Regions from separate parts of the Oryctolagus cuniculus genome. Here region 1 is linked to region 2. Evidence: chromatin contacts called from public Hi-C data. All regions are on one chromosome and are shown on one strand. Each heading gives the region's core, a stretch centred on a gene start, on an enhancer-like site or on the middle of the called end of the contact. The rest is flanking DNA. Distances are from core to core; before and after follow the strand shown. Region 1 has its middle 29 kb from the start of GNPNAT1. Region 2 holds the start of FERMT2 (FERM domain containing kindlin 2).

What was found. Hi-C and Micro-C count contacts between places; a contact is called where the count stands out from the background.
Region 1: a contact with region 2 is called in a Hi-C map of embryonic fibroblasts, with 6 times the contacts expected there. The contact joins the enhancer-like site here to the promoter of FERMT2 in region 2. A contact is called at or near these places in 5 of 6 Hi-C or Micro-C datasets (ear pinna, embryonic fibroblasts, psoas muscle and 2 more).

What each region holds. Positions count from the first base shown.
Region 1 is chr12:23,565,225-23,570,682 of mOryCun1.1, forward strand. No RefSeq gene overlaps it. Among named protein-coding and RNA genes, the nearest start is that of GNPNAT1, 29 kb to the right of the region's middle. Within about 2 kb of position 4,072, at least 2 of the 8 cell types and tissues checked have an H3K27ac peak or open chromatin away from gene starts, as enhancers often do.
Region 2 is chr12:23,417,671-23,422,785 of mOryCun1.1, forward strand. FERMT2 (FERM domain containing kindlin 2) reads left to right here and starts at 2,815. Exons shown (of 15, transcript XM_051822203.2): 1 at 2,815-3,107; 2 at 3,485-3,650. The coding sequence starts at 3,494.

The DNA of each region.
Region 1 (5,458 bases), core at 2,822-5,321, 150 kb after region 2:
TGGATCGGAAGTGGAGTAACCAGGAAAGGATCAGGCGCTCATGTGAGATGTCGGCACTGCAGGCAGCGGCTTCACACGCTACACCACAGCGCCGGCCCCAACAACACATCAATTTTTGAACGAAGGGATAAGTGTATAAAACTTCAGAGAGTACTTTTTACATATTTTTTAAAAGATTTATTGATTTATTTGAAAGTCAGGGTTACAGAAGGCATAGGTAGGAGGTCTTCCATCTGCTGGTTCACTCTGCAGATGGCCACAATGGCCAGAGCTGGGCTGATCTGAAGCCAGAAGGCTAGAGCTTTTTCAGGGTTTCCCACGCAGGTGCAGGGGCCCAAAGGCTTGGGCCATGTTCCACTGCTTGCCAGGCACATTAGCAGGGAGCCAGATTGGAAGTGGAGCAGCTAAGACTCGAACCAGTGCCCCTGTGGGATGCCAGCACGGCAGGTGGTGGCTTTACCTGCTACACCACAGTGCCGGCCCCTTTTTACTTATTCTTAAAAATGCTTAGGAATCAGATAAACCAACAAAACACATCATGTAAGTTAGAATCCTTCCTAGGCTAGCTTGAGTGAAAAGAGATTACTTTGTAGTTTCTACCTGGGCTGTTGGAAGTCTGTTTTCTCAGAATGGACTTCTGTCTTCTCACTAATTAATACTTTCAAAAGCTATGTTTAAAATGACAAATCTATATCATAATCTTATAACATCATTATGTTTTTTAAAGATTATAATTTACTTATTTATTTGAAAAGCAGCACAACAGAGAGAGGATCAGAGAGAGAGAGATTCCATCTGCTGGTTCACTTCACAGAGGCTGCAATGACTGGGGCTGGGCCTAGCTGAAGGCAGGAGCCAGGAACTCTATCCGAGGCACCCCACATTGGGGGCGGGGAGCTGAAGCACTTGGACCATGGTGATTGCCTCTCTGGTGCATTAGCAGGAAACCAGATCAGAAGCGGAGGAGCCAGGACTCGAACCAGCGGTCTGATTATTGATGCGTGCATCACAAGCCTTTCTCACATTGCTATATTTATATTCTCTAAGTAGCTCTAAGAACTTTGAGAGAAAATAACGCCTGTTCACTATTTGCTGTCTACAAGGCCAAAGCATAGACCATTTCCCCCATATTTAGCATATTTTACAATCTCTTGTTTAAAAGTTGATTTCACTATTAATGCCTTTATTTGAAGTTATTCAAAGTATCCGGAGATAAATGTTAAGAAGTTTGCCTATAAACACACGGATGGCTAAAAATGGACTATGACTCAGACCAAAGAAATCACTTTAAAAACAGTCACAAAGCAAATCTGAACCTGAAATCTGTTTTTCAACAGCCACTCAAACATGCACGGGCAAACAAACCGAGCGACGCCTTTGTGACTTTATCGCCAGAGCACAGGACACTTGAAAACGCTGGCGTGAACAGAGAGACGCATGAAATGTGAGGATGTTCAAGTCTCGTTTGCGGTGTTCAAAAGTCATACCCTTGCAACTGTCAGAGGAAATACACACTGAAGGTGTTGTCTTTTGGACAGGTAATAAATTGTGTATTTTTGTGGGGTGCAGTGTGATGTTTTGGCACTTGGGTACACTGGATATTGATCAACTCATGCTATTTAGTCATGCTGTCAAGTCTTGTTATTTCTTTGTGTAGGGAACATTCAAAATCCTCTCTTCTGGCTGGTTTGAATGATGAGACATTGCTGGCAAAAATCCCCCTTCTGTGTAATAGGACACCAGAACCCACTCCTATTGTCAGGTGTGAGTTTGTACCTGTTAACCATTCTCTTCCTCTCTTCCTTCCTTCACCCTCCCCAGCCCCTGGTAACCAGTATTCTGCCCTCTGCATTTCTGAGCTCAGGTTTTTTTAAAGATTTATTTACTTATTAGAGAGAGACAGAGAGAGAGAGAGAGAGAGAGAGGCCTTCCATCCACTGGTTCACTCCCCAAATGACTGCAACAGCAACAGCTGGGGTAGGACCAGGCCGAAGCCGGGAGCCAGGAGCTTCTTCTGAGTCTCCAATGTGGGTGCAGGGGCCCAAGCATTTGAGCCATCCTCCATTGCTTTCCCAGGTGCATTAGCAGGGAGCTGGATTGGAAGTGGAGCAGCCGGGTCTTGAACTGGCGCCCATATGGGATGTTGGTATTGCAGGTAGATGCTTAACCTGTTGTGCTACAGCACCAGCCCTTGAGTTCAGATTTTGAAGAGTCCACATATGAGTGAAATCTTGCAATATTTATCTTTATCTGCCTGGGTTATTTCACTTAACATGATCTTCAGGTCTGCCCATGTTGCTGTAAATGACAGGATTCCATCCTTTCTTATGACTGCATGGTATTCTTCTGTGTGTGTGTGTGTGTGATATTTTCTTTATCCACTCATCTGTTGGTGAACACCTAGGTTGACTCCTTTTCTCAGCCACTGTGAATAGTGCAGCAATGAACAGGAGACTATAGATATCTCTTTGATATCTTCATGAAATCGATTTCTTTTTTTCCTAAAGTTTTCTCCATTTGAAAGTCAGAGAGAGAGAGAGAGAGAGAGAGAGAGAGAGAATCTTCCAACTTCTAGTTTGCTTCTCAAATTCCTGTCACAGCCAGGGCTGGGAGAGGCTAAAGCTATGCACTCCATCAGTTTCCCACATACCTGGCAGGAACCCTGGTAACTGGATCATCTTCTGCTGCCTCCCAGGGCGTTAGCAGGAAGCTGGAAGAGAGGCAGAGGCAAGGCTGCATCCCAGGCTCTCAGATGTGGGATGCAGGCGTCCCAAGGGGCAGTTTAACCTCCCACAACGCTGGTGAAATCTACTTCTTCCTGTCTTGTGGTAGCCTCAGTAAGGTTTTCATTTGGACTTGATGTGCTCCGCTCTGTTCCTTTTCCCCTCAGTTGGATTTCTTGCCACTTTTTGGAAAGATTTCTTTATAAAGAATTTGCGGTAGCTTTCAAGAGCCGAAGTCAAGCACATTCACACTGGACTAACAGGCAGTGAGGTGGCCACTTCCAGATGAAGCACCTGTCGGATGGCTCCTTGCAGGTCGCCAGCTGTGTATTCTGTCTACTTCAAGGCAGGCCCTGAGCAGAATGAGGAGAACTCAGGAATTTAGACGCTGGAGTTTCTGCTGACATTTCCTTGTGAAAATAAAGGGGCACTAAGGCACCCTTCCAGGCATGTTTATGGCTGTGGCTAAGACGGGACATGCTTTTAGGGGCTGGTAGCAGCTTCCATGCCCCCGGCTCTACTGCTTAAGCAGTGCTTAGTCTGAGTAATGGAGTGGCATTATCTGTTCGGGCAGCGACAACAAAAGCACCATAAACTGGGATGCCTATGAGTAACACAAGTTTATTTCTCACAGTTCTGGAGGCTGGAACATCTAAGATCAAAGTGCTGGCCGACAGATCGCGGAGGAGGGCCCACTCGGCTCATAGCTGGTGCCTCATTGTGTTCTCACATGGGGGAGGGGACAAGTGTGCTCTCTGGGTTCCTTCTGTAAGAGCACTAATGTCATTCACTAGGGTTCTTGCCCTCTTCATGCTATCACTTTAGGCATCAGGATGTCAAAATGTACATTTTTGGGGGAACACAAACATTTAGACCATCGCACTAAGAAAATGGAAGCAAATAATGACCTCTGGACTGCAGGATCTAGAAGCAAGCTTGGGAAGCAAGGGCCTAGAGCTCCCTCTGTAGACTGCTATAAAGGGACACTATGCAGAAGAGCATTTCCAAATCAGGAGAGATCTTAAAGGTATGGGAGCCATGTGACCCAGCTTTTCCAATGCCAACACAATTTCAAATACTGTGCCCCTCTCCTAGACCATGCATCGCAGGCCACCTGGGCTACCATCTTAATTTTATGGGCAAAAAAACAGGATAAATAATTTGCCATATATCACACACATAAATAGTGTGAGATGGAATGCTAAATGATCATTCTTAACTGTTTTTCTAACCAATCCCCAGGACAAAAACTGAAATCTAAATCTGGACCTTTCTCACTGCATACACTGAATCTGCTCTCTGTGAGCTGCACCAGTAAGATGATCTGAGGTAGGAAGGAAGTTTCACACGAGCTAACACCTCCTACAGGAATGCTGGCTCTGAGTATGACAGCCAGCAAGACTGTATTTCACTTAAACTAAGGATCATTCCAGTAACCAATTTTAGGATGAAGTAAGAAGCCACTAACAAGACATTTGGGTGTGTGAACTGTGTATTAGTTAGAAAACTTGATGCAAATTGCATTTTAACATTGAGTCAAATAATACACAGAAGGAAGAAAGGAAAACTTTGAAGGGGAAAATTGGACAATGTATATTCTGGGAGATTCATCAAAGTACAGTAATATTTTTAATATAACTCAAATACCACATTTACAAATTTTAGCCTCTTATATTGATTATTTCCTACACCATTTACAATTATCGGCAAGAAGTTTGTAAATGCCTGTAATATGTCATATCCTTAAGCTAATTTAAGTAATGATTGTCTTATTTACAAATAATATATGTCACTGTATCTTTGTAATATAAAGCATTATTCATATTTCTGCTTATTTCCTACACACAAGTGACTAGAAGCTCAACTAGTAGGTCAGGGTTTGGACAATTTAAGGTTCTCAATAGCATCTGTCAAATTAATTTTCAGAGTTCCACATCAGAGTATCTGGATTTGAGTCCCAATCTGGCTCCTGCCCATAGCATCCTGCCAGTGCACACCCTGGGAGGCAGCAGGTAATGGCTAATGTCCTTGGGTCCCTGCCACCAACGAGGGAGACCTGGACTACATTCTCTAGCTCCTGGCTTCAGCGCTGGCTCAGCCCCTGCCGTTGCAGGCACTTGGAGAGTGAACTAGCAGATGGGAGTTCTCTCTCTGTCTCCTTTCTTGTCAAATTTAAAAAAGAGGCATTAGTACTGGCCCTACCACAAACAAGAGTTTTTATCTTAAATAAAACAAAATTTCAACAAGTCTTAACTTGTTCATCTGTAAAATAAATTGGATAATCTTGAAGAACCTTTCCAATTTAAGAACTAGGCAACTTGTAGTTACAAAAAATAACACACAGCACCATCTAGAGGTAAAACGAAATACTTCTATACATTTTTCACTTAAGGATTCTTCAGTCTTACAACCAAAATAGCAAATCAATACATTTTATTGGGGAGGGAGATTTAATATATGTATTTTTATTCTTTAAATTTTTAATATTTTTGAATTTTAATTAGTTTTTAACAGTATCAATGTGTCTTGTAGATACAATTTTTTTAAAAAAAGAGTTATGTGAAAGACAAAGTTACAGTGAGAGGTAGAGACAGAGAGAGAGGTCTTCCATCCACTGGTTCACTCCTCAGAAACAGCTCCGCAACAGCCAGAGCTGGGCTGATCTGAGGCCAGGAGCCAGAAGCTTCTTCCTGGTCTTCCCATGTGGGTGCAGGGGCCCAAGGACTTGGGCCATC
Region 2 (5,115 bases), core at 1,565-4,064:
ACCAAGCCCCAGCGCTGCATGTGACGGCAGATCTGCGAGGTGTCGGACGGTCTACATCGAAGTCCAGTGCTTGGAACCTTATTTGGATATTGCTGCTTTCAAAGCTTGAGCTGTTCTTCCAAACACTGGAGTTCTCGGCTCCTTTTCAGTATGATGTAAGTACCACAAGTATTGCATTGTCTTAGAGATTCCAGTGGGGGGTTGCCGATAAAATTCTACATTAGAATGCACTGGAAAATCTTAGGTGGAAGCAAGCATTTGAGAAATGCACTTAAAGGTCTCACTTGATGAACCAGAAAAAAAAAAAAAAATCCCAGTGTCAGAGATTTGAGTCTGACTCCTCTTTCATCTTCAAGGCAAGCAGCAGCTTGAAATATTGACAAAGAAGGCCCTGAGGGACCAGCAGTACCATCCTGATCTAAATATCTCTCCAGGGAGACCCAGGCGAGGGTCTGTCTCCTGTGAGTTGGACATTGTTCACACAGAATCTGCAGGCATTCCAAAAGCTAGAAAGATCTCTTATAAAGCTGTGATTAAACAACTTCAAATTTTTAGAAATGAGGCGGTATTACAATATTAAAATTCCACGCCCTCTCTGTTGTAGAAGTGGATTAAGGCTGGCCCAGGGGTCAGAGCATAGGCACTATGGCAGCAGATTGTTCAGAAAGTAACTCCTGCTGGTGAGGAAAGAACTAGAATGTGGATCCTGAACATTAAAAGGGTCTGTGAGCCATGACAGTTAGCGTCAACAGCTTTTGAGGGGAAGGTGATCTTCAGAAAGGACATGGGTATTTGGTCCTATACAGGCATGCTGGAGAAGCTGTAGTTATTCTATGTCATTTATATTACACTAACTCTCCACCCCACCCCTCTAAATGCCGGAGCCCGTCTCTTTTTCGGTTTTGTGCCACTTATAATTTAGGCTACCTCATAGTATATGCATCCTTATGTGTAGCTATAAATCTTTTGGGCATAGGGTGGGAGAAATAAATATGTACATTGGAAAGTGGGGATTTCCCCATCAATGAGACAGCCCCAGTGGGACAGACAGGCTGTCTGACATTTGTGTTGATTTGATACCAGCATGTTTTCCATGTTCTTTGTGCCAAGCTACTTGGATATTTGCAGACAGTGCAAAAATTTGAAGTCCTTGCTCTCAACTCGAGTTTTATTTTGGGGCTACTAACCCACAAAAGGAAATCCCCGAAATTCCTGTCCAGCGGCTGCTGCAAGCATCTATCCTCGTGAGTGTCTACAAAGACGCTGCGATGCTGCCTCCAGTTCTAGGTATGACCTGGATGCAAAGTCAGGTGGTTTGTAGCAAATAAATAGCAGTACCAAGTGGGCTCAGCTTCTGAACAGTTTTGCTGTATTTCCCTGCTGCCTTTTTCTTTTGAATATATTTGCTCTCGATTTTACAGTCGCATGTAGTTTTTTTTTTTTTAAACCCTCGCAAGGCATTTTCTATTTTATTAAAAACATTTTCCTGTTTATTTTCAACAGCACAATTCACATAAACACTCCCTCCTTATCGCTTCCAAAGGAAGGATCTGGAACATCCTTCAGTAGAAATAACCGGGGAGTGCAGGGGCAGAGCCTGCAGGCATGTCTCTCCATGACGACGACGCTGTAACCCCACAGTGGTTCCCTCTACTTTTTGGTGACAAACCTCTGGCATCCGACTCAGCATCGCTGCGTTCACTCCTTTTTGGGTTCCAGTCCTTTCTCAAGGCTCTCACCTCCTGGCCCAGAGGTGTCGATGAACCAAAGTGTGTTTTGTTTTTGTCTGGCGGGTTTCCCTTCGAAGTGTTTGGAAAGCCATGAGGCTTTGCAAACCGGGAGCCTTCGTAGCGGATCTTACCCGAGGCTTCCTGACCTATATATTTTGAGCCGTGCACTGGCCAGCGAAGCGGTTTCCCTGGTTCGCTGTTTGTGCACAGAGTTCCCTCGGGATCGAGGTCGGCACAGGGGGCAGGGGGAGGCAGGGAGGCCGGAGGCCGGCGTTGCACCTTCCGTGCAGTCTTCCCTGGCCCTGCAGGAGCCACCGCAGGGCCTTCGCGGTGCGGTGCAGGACCCATCTTCGTAACAGGCGGCTGGTTCTCAAGCTGTCCAGATTCGCACCGGAGACTGGACAGGCCGGGGACACGCTTTGGCACCAAGGGTTTTCCCTGCCCTCAGCCCGAGCGAGGGGGCCCGCCCGCCACTCGCCCCGGGCTGCAGCTTCCCAATGGGTTAAGGCCTCGTGCAAACTCCCGGGGTCCCGTGGGAGTCGCTGACCGTGCCGGTCACCCATGGCACAGCGACGTTTGTGGCTCGCCTCCCCCACCCCGGGTTTTCTCCTCCTGTCGCGGCATGTTCGTGGAGCCGGCTTGGGCGCTCACTTTTTAAAGTTTTTACATCCCCAACTCGGCCCGCCGGCTCCAGGGAAGCGGCGCCCCTCACCGCCCCGGGACTCTGGGGCGCGTTCCAGGCCTGGGGAGGAAGCGGCAGGACTTTGTTCCCCGAAATCTGACGGCTCTGGGGATTCCCTGCGGCCACTTCGCCGCGCCGAGCCCCATCCTCCGGGCGGCCGCCGGCTCCCTCACGCCGCGGCCTCCGGCTGGCGGAGGAGCGGCCCGGACTCCCCCTCCTCAGGTCCCGCCGCCGAGAGCCCGGATGTTGGATTCCATCCCTGCGCCTGGTCCTTCATTTCCATAAAAGGGCAGCGCTCGGCGGGGCTGAGGTTGCCACCGCCGCCGCCGGCGCCCCCCGCCGCCCCCCGCCGCCCCGCCCCCAGCCCGGAGTCCGCGGCCCCCGCCCGGAGCGCAGCCGCGGGGAGGGCTGTGGAGGGGCCGAGGTCGGCCCCAGGCGCTCCGGGCCGCTCTGCGGGGCGGAGGAGGAGGAGGAGGAGGAGGAGGGAGCCGGCGAGCCCAGCCCGGACCGGACGGGCTGAGGGGGCGGGGAGAGAGGGGTGGAGCGCGCGGAGCCAGGCTGGGGGCCGCGGCGCCGGGACTCCATTAGCGGCTCCGGCCAGGAGGCAGAGCTGAGCCGGCTGCGGAGCGGGACGCGGACGCCGCCCCCGCGCCTGTTGCGGGCGAGCCCCGGGCCGGGTGCGCGAGGAGCGCGCGGTGAGGGGCCTGGACGGGGCTGCAATCTGCTGGGGAGCGCGGGTGGGGACGAAGACTGTGGAGCCCCCGGGCAGCGTCTCCCCGGGCCGGGCGCGGCCGGGCGCGGCCGGGCGGCAGGCAGGGGACGCCGCTGCGCTCCGCTAGGCGGGGGCGGCGTGGGGCGGGCGGGGCCGCGGCCGCTCGGGGCCGGGGCGGGAGCGCGGAGCGCCCAGTGCGGCTCCGCGGTGCTCCCGAGTTTGCGCGGGAGCCCCCCACCCCACCCCCAACACCGGGTCCTCCGGCTTCCCCAGCCCGGCGGCCGACGCCGCGAGCACGGTGGGCTTTGCCTTCGTTTGGGGGAGTGACGCTTACGAGAGCCATTTCCTCCGCGCGCGCAGGAAGGAGCCATGGCTCTGGACGGGATAAGGATGCCAGATGGCTGCTACGCGGACGGGACGTGGGAGCTGAGTGTGCATGTGACGGACCTGAACCGCGATGTCACCCTGAGAGTGACCGGAGAGGTGCACATCGGAGGGGTGATGCTGAAGTTGGTGGAAAAGCTGGGTGAGTAGCATCCCGGAGGCGTCCGGGAAGCGACTGGCGGGGTGGGGGAGGGGTGGGAGGGAGGCGGCGCGGGGGGGAGGGGCGGGTGTGGAAATCTTGGCGTCTCTTGGATACTTAAAAAAAAAAAAAAGTGAGATCTGTCAATATTTAAGCGAACCGACGCGGTTCCCTTGGCGTTTTGTTTGGCTAGCTCTGAATTTTCGGAATGTGGTGCTTGGAGCCCCTACTTAGAGACTTCATTGCGTAGTTGGGCTGGGGGCGGGGAGCTCCTTGATTCTTTGCATTCGCCGGCTTCACGTGGAAAGAAATGGGCAGGGTCTGCAGGGTGGCGGTGCGGGGCGTGTGGTTACCCATGTCTGGCGTGTTGGCGACGCTTGGCATCGGGAGTAACGCGAAATCCACGTTAGAAAGCCGCCCCCCACCCGGGGAGATAGGCGGGTGCTGGCGTCGCTGGGCAGTGGCGGTGGCCCGGCCGGCCGTGCGCCCCTGCGAGGGGTGGGCAGCGGCCGAGCGACTTGGAGTCCCCACCCGGTGCTCCAGCGCGGCTATTCGGAGCATTCGGTTTTACATTAACGAGCCAGTGGGAGAACCGTGTTCAGAAGCAGACGGGAAGGCTGCTTGGGGGTTGACAGTGTTCGCCCGAGTCCAGTCCCTACCGGGTGGCCCAGGTTGAAGGCAGGGTCTCTGACAGCATGAAACTGGAGGAGGTTTCCCAGTGCACGTTCTGTCTGCCATGAAGGAAACCGTTTTCCGCGGTAGCTAAACAGCTGGTGTTCAGAAGAGACTTCCCCAGTTTTCCATATCATGCACTTGTGGTCAGGTCTTTGTAGGTTGGGTTTTTCACTTTGAGGGTGTGTGTTTTTGTGTTTTTGGCTTTTTTTTTTTTTTCTAAACCACACTGCCAAAGTGGAGAAGCATTGATTAGGAAATGTGTTTCTTACCAAGGGAGCCTTGCGTCCCTACCATATAAACTTACTGCAGTAGCTCTCTGGGGCGCTGTGCCCAATACGGCAGGGTTCACAGGAGCACCCGCCTTGTGGCTTTGCAGAAGTTTCCTTATGCACAGACCCGAGAGAAGCACCTCACAAGGTTGCCTCTGTGCTGTTTACCTGCCTGAGACAGGGCCAGGACCTTCCCCCACCCCCAGCCCTTTGGCAGCTAGATTTTGCTGTATTGTTTGTTTAACCAGTCCGCTCTCTGTGGGTTAACAGTGTTTTTTGTATGATTTGAGTAAATCGATGACTCTTTGCAAAGTGTCCATGGATCAGTTCAGCACTGGTATGAGGGCTGAAATATCACCAAATATAATTGTCCGTGTGTCCTCTGTTTTCAAGGGAAAGAGCGTTTGTGTCAGAGCTTGCCTTGTTTGTGATAAGTGGACCTCACTAATAACGTGGGTTTCAATAGGCGGTTTCTTTCACGTTGCGTGGAAGGAGCTGTTGAAGGTGACTGAGGCAACCTGTAG